Regions from separate parts of the Mus musculus genome. Here all the other regions are linked to region 1. Evidence: chromatin contacts called from public promoter capture Hi-C data. All regions are on one chromosome and are shown on one strand. Each heading gives the region's core, a stretch centred on a gene start, on an enhancer-like site or on the middle of the called end of the contact. The rest is flanking DNA. Distances are from core to core; before and after follow the strand shown.

Region 1 (3,146 bases), core at 469-2,968:
AAATGACTCACTCAAGGGGCGGAAGAGGGCTTGGAAAGAGAGGAAATTACAAGCTTAAGTCTAGATTTATGGTCTACACTGGTTAACAATGTAATAGAATTGGAAATAAATAATTAGTATGACAAGAACAATGACTTTAACACACAAGACATTAAAGAAGTGCTAATGCTAACTGGGCAGAGAAAACAGATCAGAAAAAGCTTCACTGAGGTGCAGGTGGCGATGCTGGGCTATGTGCTCGAATGGGGTCAACGCCCCAAACCTATATTCCCGCCACAAGCCACTCTGCTCCTTGCTCTGAGTCCACAGAACAATCTCAGTGTTCCTTTTATGTCCATCACAAAAATCCCTAGATTCCACAAGATTCCTCATTATCTTTACCTTCCTCACCCTAACTGCCCTCCAACTCTTCCCAACCCGGAAGCGGTCCTATAGTAGGCTACAAAGTGACCTAGTCAGGTACCTGCAATTCTCAATCTATACATAGTCTGCAGATCTAGTATAAGGATCCAATGAAAAGATTCTTATTTATCTAGGCATCCCTAACGCCATCACAAACATCTTCACGGAGAAGAGCAGAGATTAGGGTAATGCTGACAGGCAGAAGTTTCTATTAAATGTGTTTTCTGCTGAACTCTTAGTGCCTGGCACATAGCAGCTCCTTGGATAAACATTTCTAATAGAAATATATATGAACACATGAAAGAACTTCTCAGTAGAAAAAAAATCTGCCCAATGTTGAAATGGTCATGTTTGAAAGCATTGAGCAGATGTGGAAAGCTGTTAAGCAAATGACCGAGAAGATGGTTGGGGGCGGGGGGCGAATTTCTGCAACGGGGAGGAAGTTCACTAGGAACGTTTCAACAGTAAAGTTCAACTGTTCTAAAGTTTCGCCCCCCCCCCCCACCAAAAACAAACAAACAAACCATAAAACCGCAGGGAAGCTGGTAGGCTAATTGCAGGTTTTCACCTCACAATCTGAGCAGGGAAACAAGGAGGCTAGCTGCAGATCTTCAACTTTCCCTCCAGTCCAATCCCCCGTCTCATCCACAGCCCTGTGGCAGACCTTCTACTGTGACCTCTTCTCATTCTTTGATCCCACTTCTGAGGGGGGCGGGAATAAACAGATCCTGATGACACACCCTGCTTTCCTCCCTCCTGTGGACCCCCATGCCACGCCCTAGCATATAGCACATCTCCATTTCTAAGTGTCAGCTCCCAATACCCAGATCCCGGCCAAGCTATTAGTTCTCTGTTCGAAACAAGCCTGGCAGAAGCCCTACCCTGGAGATGCGTGTAGGTGCATCCTTACCTACACGAAAGCAGCCGTTTCAGACCTGGTCACAAGGACCTAGATCCCTTTCCCTCCAGGTACTGACCTGAAAACTAGTGGCGACCCCTCGCCCAGCTGGGAGCTCAAAGTCAGAACAGAGGTTACCGCCCCGATCCGAAGGCGGCTCCGCGTCCCGGCTCCGCGTCCCGGCCCTGCAAGCCGACGCGCGGCGGCGAGGACTGAGGCGCCAGGAGTGGCTACCGAGAAGGGTTCCGGCTTCGCAGGCCTTGCTGGCCGCGCTGGCCTCGTCCACGCCTACCAGCGACCCCTTCAGCTGTGGGTGCCCACACTTGCCAGGGAAGCGCGACAATCCGCGAAGACCAGGATTCAGGTTTAAACTGCGCGGCAGTTAGCGTTTATGCTCCAGCCAATCAGATTCCGAGAAGGCGGCGCAAAGATGCGCTGCCACCCGGAAGTGGAAGACGGAAGGGGCGGGACGTACTGGAGAGGGTCGAGTGGGCGTGGCTGGGTGAGCCGGGCGGGCTGCAGCGAGCGTGAAAAGGTTCTCCTTGCCTCTCTGAGCTTCTGGTAGCCATTTCCACCAGCCCTGACAGAGAGGGCCATTCACCACGGATAAAGGGACACTCTGAGGGTTGGCAGGCACCTCTAGTCCTTCGCAGGGCTTTGTGTTGTTCACTGTGTGATTATTTGTCTGCATCCAGTTTCTGCATTCTTGCCTTCCAATTGTGATCCTTGCTTCTTTACACTTCACTTAAAAGCCTTTCTCAATTTTGCACTTGGAAGTGCTGCAATGATACTCCATTTTAGCAGAGTACACAGAGTGGCATTTTAAACTATTTCAACTATATTTTAAAATGTGTTAGTCTTATTTTTCAAGTCAGTTTGGTTCTTTTTACAAAAGGTTAATAATAATATATATATGTAGAATTTCGAGAAACGATATTTTAAAAAACTGCTCTGTTCCATCATATTAAAAATACAAATAGAAGCCAGGCAGTGATGGTGCATACCTTTAATACCAGCACTTGGGAACCTTTAATACCAGCACTTGGGAGGCAGAGGCAGGCAAATTTCTGAGTTCGAGGCCAGTCTTGTCTACAGAGTGAGTTCCAGGACAGCCAGGGCTACACAGAGAAACCCTGTCTTGAAAAACCTAAATAAATAAATAAATACTACAAATATGGCATTTAGAGGTCATGAGCATTTGTTGCAAAGGACCCAGGTTTAGTTATCAGCACTCACATGGTGGCTCACAGCCATCTGTAACTCCAATTCTGGGGAATCTTATGTCCTCTTCTGGCCTCTGCAGGCACCAGATATGCATATGGTGTACATACATACATGCATGCGTACATTCGGGCAAAATATACATATAAAATAATAAATCTTTTAAAAAGAACCTTGTCATCCCTAGGTGGGGCAGTCTCTGGATGGCCTTTCCTTCATTCTCTGCTCCACACTTTGCCTCTGTATTTCCTCCTGTGAGTAGCCTGTTTCCCCTGCTAAGAAGCACTGGAGCACTTTGGTCTTCCTTCTTCTTGAGCTTCATGTGGTCTGTGAATTGTATCTTGGGTATTCTGAGCTTCTGGGCTAATATCTACTTGTCAGTGAGTGTGTACCATGTGTGATCTTTTGTGACTGGGTTACCTCACTCAGGTTTTCTAGTTCCATCCATTTGTCTAAGAATTTCATGAAGTCATTGTTTTTAAATAGCTGAGTAGTGCTCTGTTGTAGAAATGTACCACATTTTCTGTTCCTCGGTTGAAAGACATCTGGGTTCTTTCCAGCTTCTGGCTATTATTATATTATGATATACATTATAATATTACATATAATATATCATAATATTATA
Region 2 (3,146 bases), core at 423-2,922, 1.7 Mb before region 1:
CATAGACCAAACTGGAAATGGTGAATACCATGTCCCCAACAACTCCATGTCTTACTTAAAACAAAAACCCCCTTCAATCCTACTGCTTGCAGTCCAAATTTCTGTATTCAAGCAGACTCACTGAATAATTTTAAAAAAAGGACATGACAGTCCTAGGCACGAGAGGTTTCATTATAGATACCAGGGGAAGAATACAGCCAGAGGCATCTAGAAGTGTCCTGAAAGCAGGGACATGAAAGAAGAGAGCAACAGAAAACAGAAGACCAAGAGAAAGCTGTATAGCTGGCTTGGTTATACAGGAATCAATGAAGCTGGGGAAAGGGTTCCAGCTCAGTTTCTGGGCTGAAGAATGTACAGCCCAGTCAGCCTTGCCATGATAATAAGCACCTCAGCATTTGTCCTGAGACCTAACAACATTCATGTTGTCTACATTAAAGCACAGTATACCTTCCTCCTCCTCCTGTTATCATCACATAGTAAAATAATCTTTAAAGAAAACAAACTATAGCTGGGCGGTGGTGGCCCACGCCTTTAATCCCAGCACTTGGGAGGCTGAGGCAGGCGGATTTCTGGGTTCGAGGCCAGCCTGGTCTAAAGAGTGAGTTCCAGGACAGCCAGAACTACACAGAGAACAACTGTCTTGGAAAAACAAAGCCACTCACTACTCAAAACCTTCCAATCATGCCTGGAAGGACCCTGATCTTGGACCCCAGCTTTAATCTAGTTAAATATAAATGAAATGTTAGGGGCCAGCCAAGCCTACATAGGGAAAGCCTGCCTCAAAAGTAAATAGAGTCTGGCGGTGATGATGCACACCTTTAATCCCAGTACTCAGGACGCAGAGGTAGGTGGATCTCTGAGTTCAAGGCTAGCCAGGTCTACAGAGGGAATTCCTGGAAAGCCTGAGCAGCACAGTGAAACCCTATCTGGAAAAGCCCAAAATAAATATCTGAGGCTGGAGCGATAACTCGGCGGTTAAGAGCACTGACTGCTCCTCCAGAAGTCCTAGTTCAAATCCCAGCAACCACATGGTGGCTCACAACCATCTGTAATGGGATCTGTAGCCCTCTTCTGGTGTGTCTGTTGACAGCTATAGGGTACTCATATACATAAATTAGATAAACATTAAACCGATCTTGGATTGGAGGTGTAACTAGGTGACAGGGCGCTGATCTAACATGTACAAAGCCTCAGGTGATTAAATGAACGCTTTATTGTCACTTGTAAAAAAGGGTCCTGCCCATTTTTTAAACTGAGTAAAGCAGAGGTCGCCCTAAATTCGGAGAAGCCACGTGTTCACCTGAACCAGCGGGCTCTTGATTTTTCACATCTTTTCGGAGCCCGGGGACTTGAAGACACTAAAATGTGTTCCGTTGTTCGTCTCTCCTTAAATCTTACCCAGCTCTCTGTCCCACATAAGCCTCTTAGCTCAACAACTCCATCTCACCTACCTTAAAGATGGCGTAGCCAACGGACGTTTCAAACAGGACCAACATGATGAGACCAGGTCAGGGCGGCGCTACGCGGCTAGCCGCGAGCCCTTACGCCACTGCAAATGACTACCTTTCAGTCGCTGAAGACCCGCTAGGCCTTGGACGCGGGGGAGCGCAAACGCCGTCGCCTCCCCGCGGACGAACAGACCACGTTGCTCAGCCGCTCCACACCTCTCCTCGTGGAGCAGCAAATATGCGAGTCTCCTTCTCTAAGAATTCTGGGAAGTAACGTCACTTCTGGTCGCTCAATGCCGCAGAGCGTGAGATCATTTCCGGGTTTTTCCCGCCCACAGTAGAATCCGGAAAGAGACGGCCTTAAAATATCGCGAGACTTTTTTTTTTTTTTTTTTTTTAAGTTTTGGACTGTGGCTGGAAGCTGTCAGTTTATTAGGTCATGTAAAGAAGAAAAAGTTCTGTGTACATTATATTTTGTATTATATATAATATATAAATTACATGTGTATAATTTACAGCACACAAAACGATTTACAACACATTATGCTATGCCCCGCCCCGCCATGTAAAGGACATTTTATTTTAAAACAACACAGAACACTTTTTCTTGATGAGGACGTGCACTCGGGTCCCATCAGTGAGTTCCACGGGATCTGACCTGGAACCGGAGTTGTAGGCAATTGTAAGCCGTCACGTTGGTGCTGGGAACCCAACCAGGTCCTCTGCAAGGGAAGCAAACTTTTATAACCAGCAACATTTCCTGGTGGTTCTTCTCTGGTCAAACAGGTTTTTAGCAAAGATTTCTTTTATAGCTATAAATATAGATATTTTCGGAGGCGGGAAGGGTTGTGTTTAAAATGATTCCAAGGTATGAATTTATGTATGTCTCAATGTAATTTCTTTTATGGAAACTTTCAGCCTCAGTGGCTGGATTTACTTTAAAACAAAGTCTTATGTATCTTAGACTAGCCTCAAACTCAGTAGGAAGTAGAGAATGACCTTGCTCAAAAACAATTTGTTTGTTTGAGACAAGGTCTCCATGTAGCCTTGTAACTATCTCTTGTAACTAGGTAGACCAGAGAAGTTTGAGTCATAGAGGTCCTCCCACCCCCACCTCCACAGTAGTGAGGTTACAGGCATATGCCACCACACCAACTTTATTGGTGCTGGGGATGGAACCAAAGGTTGGGTTCCATACATGGTAGGCAAGCACTCTACTAACTGAGCCATATCCCTAGCCTTGCTTTGGCTTTTTGAAAAAGGACCTCAGTATCTAGACCAGGTTGGCCTTGAATCATTGTCCTCCTGCCTCAGCCTTCAGAGTGCTAAGATTAGATATATCTGTGTGGCTATGTACTTTCAATGACAAGATTTAAATACCCCAGTTCTTCACAAATCTAGCTTCCAATAGCTGTAGAACGTTCCTAGTTGCCTAGTTCTAAACATTAATTTTGGATCTACAGAAAACTGTGGAAGATTAACCAACTTGACGTTCTGTAACACTTTTACAGTATGAATGAAGAGGAAAGAGTATCCTTGTTTGGACAGCAGAAAAGATGGACATATGGGGAATACAAGGGGATTCCTAGGGCTGCAGGCAAGAGCAGAATTGATTATAGCTACAGTTACATTTACCATATTTAGGGAGACAAGAGAAAGCAATAGAAGAAGAGAACAACAGTACAATGGGGCAGAGAT
Region 3 (3,146 bases), core at 341-2,840, 1.2 Mb before region 1:
AATGAAGGAAGTTCACCTCTGGGAGTCTCTCTTGCCTCAGAACTGTAGATGAAGACATTTATTTTTCATTTTTATCAAAGGAGGCGGGCAGGGTAGAGCTCAGTAAGGGATTGAGAGCTCCCGAGGGCAAGGTTACCTGGGGAGAGAATTAGGAGATAAGATCTTAGTGTATAAATGACTGGTGTAGGCTCCGAAATACTTTGGCCACACGGATGTCTCAGCTGAAGCTGTGTGACCATCCTGAGAGGAGTGAAGATATTCTGAGGAGAGACACGTGTGCCCCTCCTTTTGACTAGTGGACTAACAGGATAATGGGCCCCAAAGAACTAGATTTCCTCAAGAGTCTCACTGGAGAAGGAAGAGATTGGGTTTCTGGGTGCAAACCATCAGGAGAGCTTGGTTCTTAGTTCTGACAACTTGTCAGTTTGCTTTGCAGGACCAACCAAGATGTGTTTACCATGGGCAAGATCACACCTTGAGCCTTCTACTTATGTCAAGGCTCCAAAGATAGACTTAGGGGGTTTACTGAACCAGCCCCTTAGTTCTTTTTCCTAGTGCAGTCTCATTGAATAAATTTCTTTCACTGTTGTCTTTTTTAGCTGTGTTATGGAGGACAGGTAGCTTGTTAGGGCGGCCAGAGTCCAGGCTTCATTAACTGCAGGACATCCCTGGTTTGTACCATTTGGTGGCGCCATTCTCAAGGCTGTACACTTTTCTGTTCTAGCACTGAAGTTGATAAGGCTCTGGTGAGAGACCCTGAGTTGGAGGAACCAGTTGGGAATTTGTACGCAGGGGCATTCGATTCGGGGAATATATCTATCTTTAATGAGTAAATAAATGTAACTCTGTAGGTTCCGCGATGCACACTCTGTAGCAGCAGATTTCTCTCTGGCTTGTGTTCTGAGAGCATCTGTTACACAAAACATTCAAGGGAGCACTTAGGGGTGCAGCGGGAGGATTGCGACCGTGACAAGTATGGATGGTAGTGAGACTAAGAAGCAAGCAAAAACAATTTTAACGCTGTATATTGAGGAGCCCTGAGGAAATAGTTTCTTCCTACTCTTTACCGTTTAAGGTGGACACGCGGCAAAGGCACACTCGGGAAGAGATGACGTCATGCAGCTTAAAGGTAGCTCGTATTTTCACTTTTGTTATTTCTCTTGAGACACGTTCTCAAGGCTGGCCTCGAATTCCTGATCCTGCTGCCTTCATCTCACAAATGTTGGGATTACAGACGTGTGCAGCCATGTTCTGATAGGTAAGATTTTCTCTTCATTTCTCGCAGTTTGAGGAGGTAACAAAACTTGCAGTAGTTTCCATCCTCAAGCGCGGCCTATCGTTACCATGGAAACGCTTATTGAGTTAGGTCCTTTCACTGAGTCTTCGGTTGCTTCTAAAGTGCGCCCGCCCTAGGACGATTGGTTCTGCCCTGACTGAATGGTTTGCCTGCAGTCACTGATGCGTTCGGAGCAATCTTGATCCCTGTCGGACGCCGTCACCGGCTCTTGCCTAGCTCCACCCATTCTGCGGGCCCGCCTCTCCAGCCCGCCGCCGGAGGCCCCGCCCCTACCTGGAGGCCCCGCCCCCATGAATCAGCTGATCTCGCGTACCCGCGGTGCAGTCGGGCTCGCGCCGGGAGAAGAGCGCGGAGCTGCGGGAGCGTCAGGTGAGCCCGCGCGGGTCCGGGCGGTCCTTGGGTTCGAAGGCGGGTCGGCGGAGGTGCGGGAGCGCGCTGGGCTGGCCTGCGGGGACGGCGCCTGCCTGTGAAGAGCTCCGGACGTGGTGGCTCGGCCCGGGTCCCACCCTCCGGGTCCCAGCGCCCCACTGCCGTGGTCGGAGCTGTGTGGCATTCCTTCGGGTCCCCTCTTCCCGCCTCCACCCACGCTGCTTACGCCCATCCGCTCAGAGGGTTTTTTGAATGCCCACAGTGGGCGCCCAGCTGGCTAGACAGTGAACCTTGCTGAGTGTCCTAGGTGGGTTTGCCCCAGGATGCATATCGTGGGGAAAAGTGAAGGGGGGCGGGGAGGGTCTGTGGTTTGAAACAGCGTTTGCTGAAAATGAAAAGGACTTTGGTATTAATCAGTGGTAGTTTGACCAAATCCCTAAATGTATCAAGTCATCAAAGGAATCATCGTGAAGACAGGAAAGAACACTGGAGCGATCTTGAGGAAATGGTCCTCACATTGATGTTGGTCCTCCAGGTAACAGGGCTATTTGCAGACAAGCAACTGTAGATTTGTAGAGGCAAGCTACTGTTTAGTACTTCTGTGGTTACCAAAGAGGGAAAACACACTGGTTGAATTGGGTGGTCAAGAGCAGCACTTTCTTATAGATTAACTGACTGCTGTACCCAAATTAAGGTTGTTACTCTGTTGTTCTTATATTTGTATCTGTTTTTTAAATGACTGTCAAGGATAAACTTGTGTGATGTAGGTTTATTTGGAGCAGGTACAAAAATGCAAAAAAACAGTAGGCCATACTTTTTTGTTTTTTATCATATACCTGTATGTATTAGTGTTCTCTAGAGTCACAAAACTTATGAAATGTATATATTAAGGGAATTTATCATAGTGATATACAGTTTACAGTCCAACTAGCCCAACAACGGGAATGGGAAGTCCAAGAATCTAATAGTTGCTCAGTCCCACGAGGGTAGTTATTTTAGCTGGTCTTCTGGATAAGCTGGAATCCTGAAGAAGTAGGTTCCAATAGATTCGATGGCAAAGGAGTGCAGGCAGGCAAAGGAGAGAGAGCCTTCCTTCTTCCAATGTCCTTATGTAGGCCTCTAGCAGAAGGTGTGACCCAGATTAAAGGTGTGTGCCATTACCCCTGGATTTGGAATTTGCTTTGTCCCAGGCTAGCCTTGAACTCGGAGATCTGCTTGCCTCATTCTCCTGGGATTAAAGGCGTGTTCTACTTTGCCTGGGCCTAAGCTTTTCATGACCACTATGCCTCAAGACTTGTGTTGTCCCATGTCAAGATGTGGGTCAAAAGCCTGTGTAGTCTAGCCTCAAGATCTGGATCACAGGTGAGCCATCCATTTCTGCATTGTAGTTTGTTCCAGATGTAGTCAAGTTGACAACCAGGAACAGCCATCACAATGTGTTAGGTAATGAAATCAGTGAAAGATTTCTTGTTTACTTTAT

What was found. Promoter capture Hi-C pulls out the DNA fragments that hold promoters and counts their contacts. Capture Hi-C pulls out chosen DNA fragments and counts their contacts.
Region 2: a promoter capture Hi-C map of liver shows a contact between it and region 1. The contact joins the promoter of Nop58 here to the promoter of Sgo2a in region 1. A contact is called at or near these places in 1 of 39 promoter capture datasets (pre-B cells) and 1 of 9 other capture datasets (liver).
Region 3: a contact with region 1 is called in a promoter capture Hi-C map of pre-B cells. The contact joins the promoter of Als2 here to the promoter of Sgo2a in region 1. A contact is called at or near these places in 2 of 39 promoter capture datasets (neutrophils and pre-B cells), 1 of 484 Hi-C or Micro-C datasets (CD4 T cells) and 1 of 9 other capture datasets (liver).

Annotation. Positions count from the first base shown.
Region 1 is chr1:57,994,546-57,997,691 of GRCm38.p6, reverse strand. Sgo2a (shugoshin 2A) reads right to left here and starts at 1,718. Exons shown (of 9, transcript NM_199007.2): 1 at 1,380-1,718.
Region 2 is chr1:59,683,532-59,686,677 of GRCm38.p6, reverse strand. It overlaps Nop58 (NOP58 ribonucleoprotein), which reads right to left and starts at 1,672. Exons shown (of 15, transcript NM_018868.2): 1 at 1,452-1,672. The coding sequence starts at 1,496.
Region 3 is chr1:59,235,675-59,238,820 of GRCm38.p6, reverse strand. It overlaps Als2 (alsin Rho guanine nucleotide exchange factor), which reads left to right and starts at 1,590. Exons shown (of 34, transcript NM_028717.6): 1 at 1,590-1,666. It overlaps Gm33667 (predicted gene, 33667), which reads right to left and starts at 1,466. Exons shown (of 2, transcript NR_168353.1): 1 at 1,068-1,466; 2 at 1-136.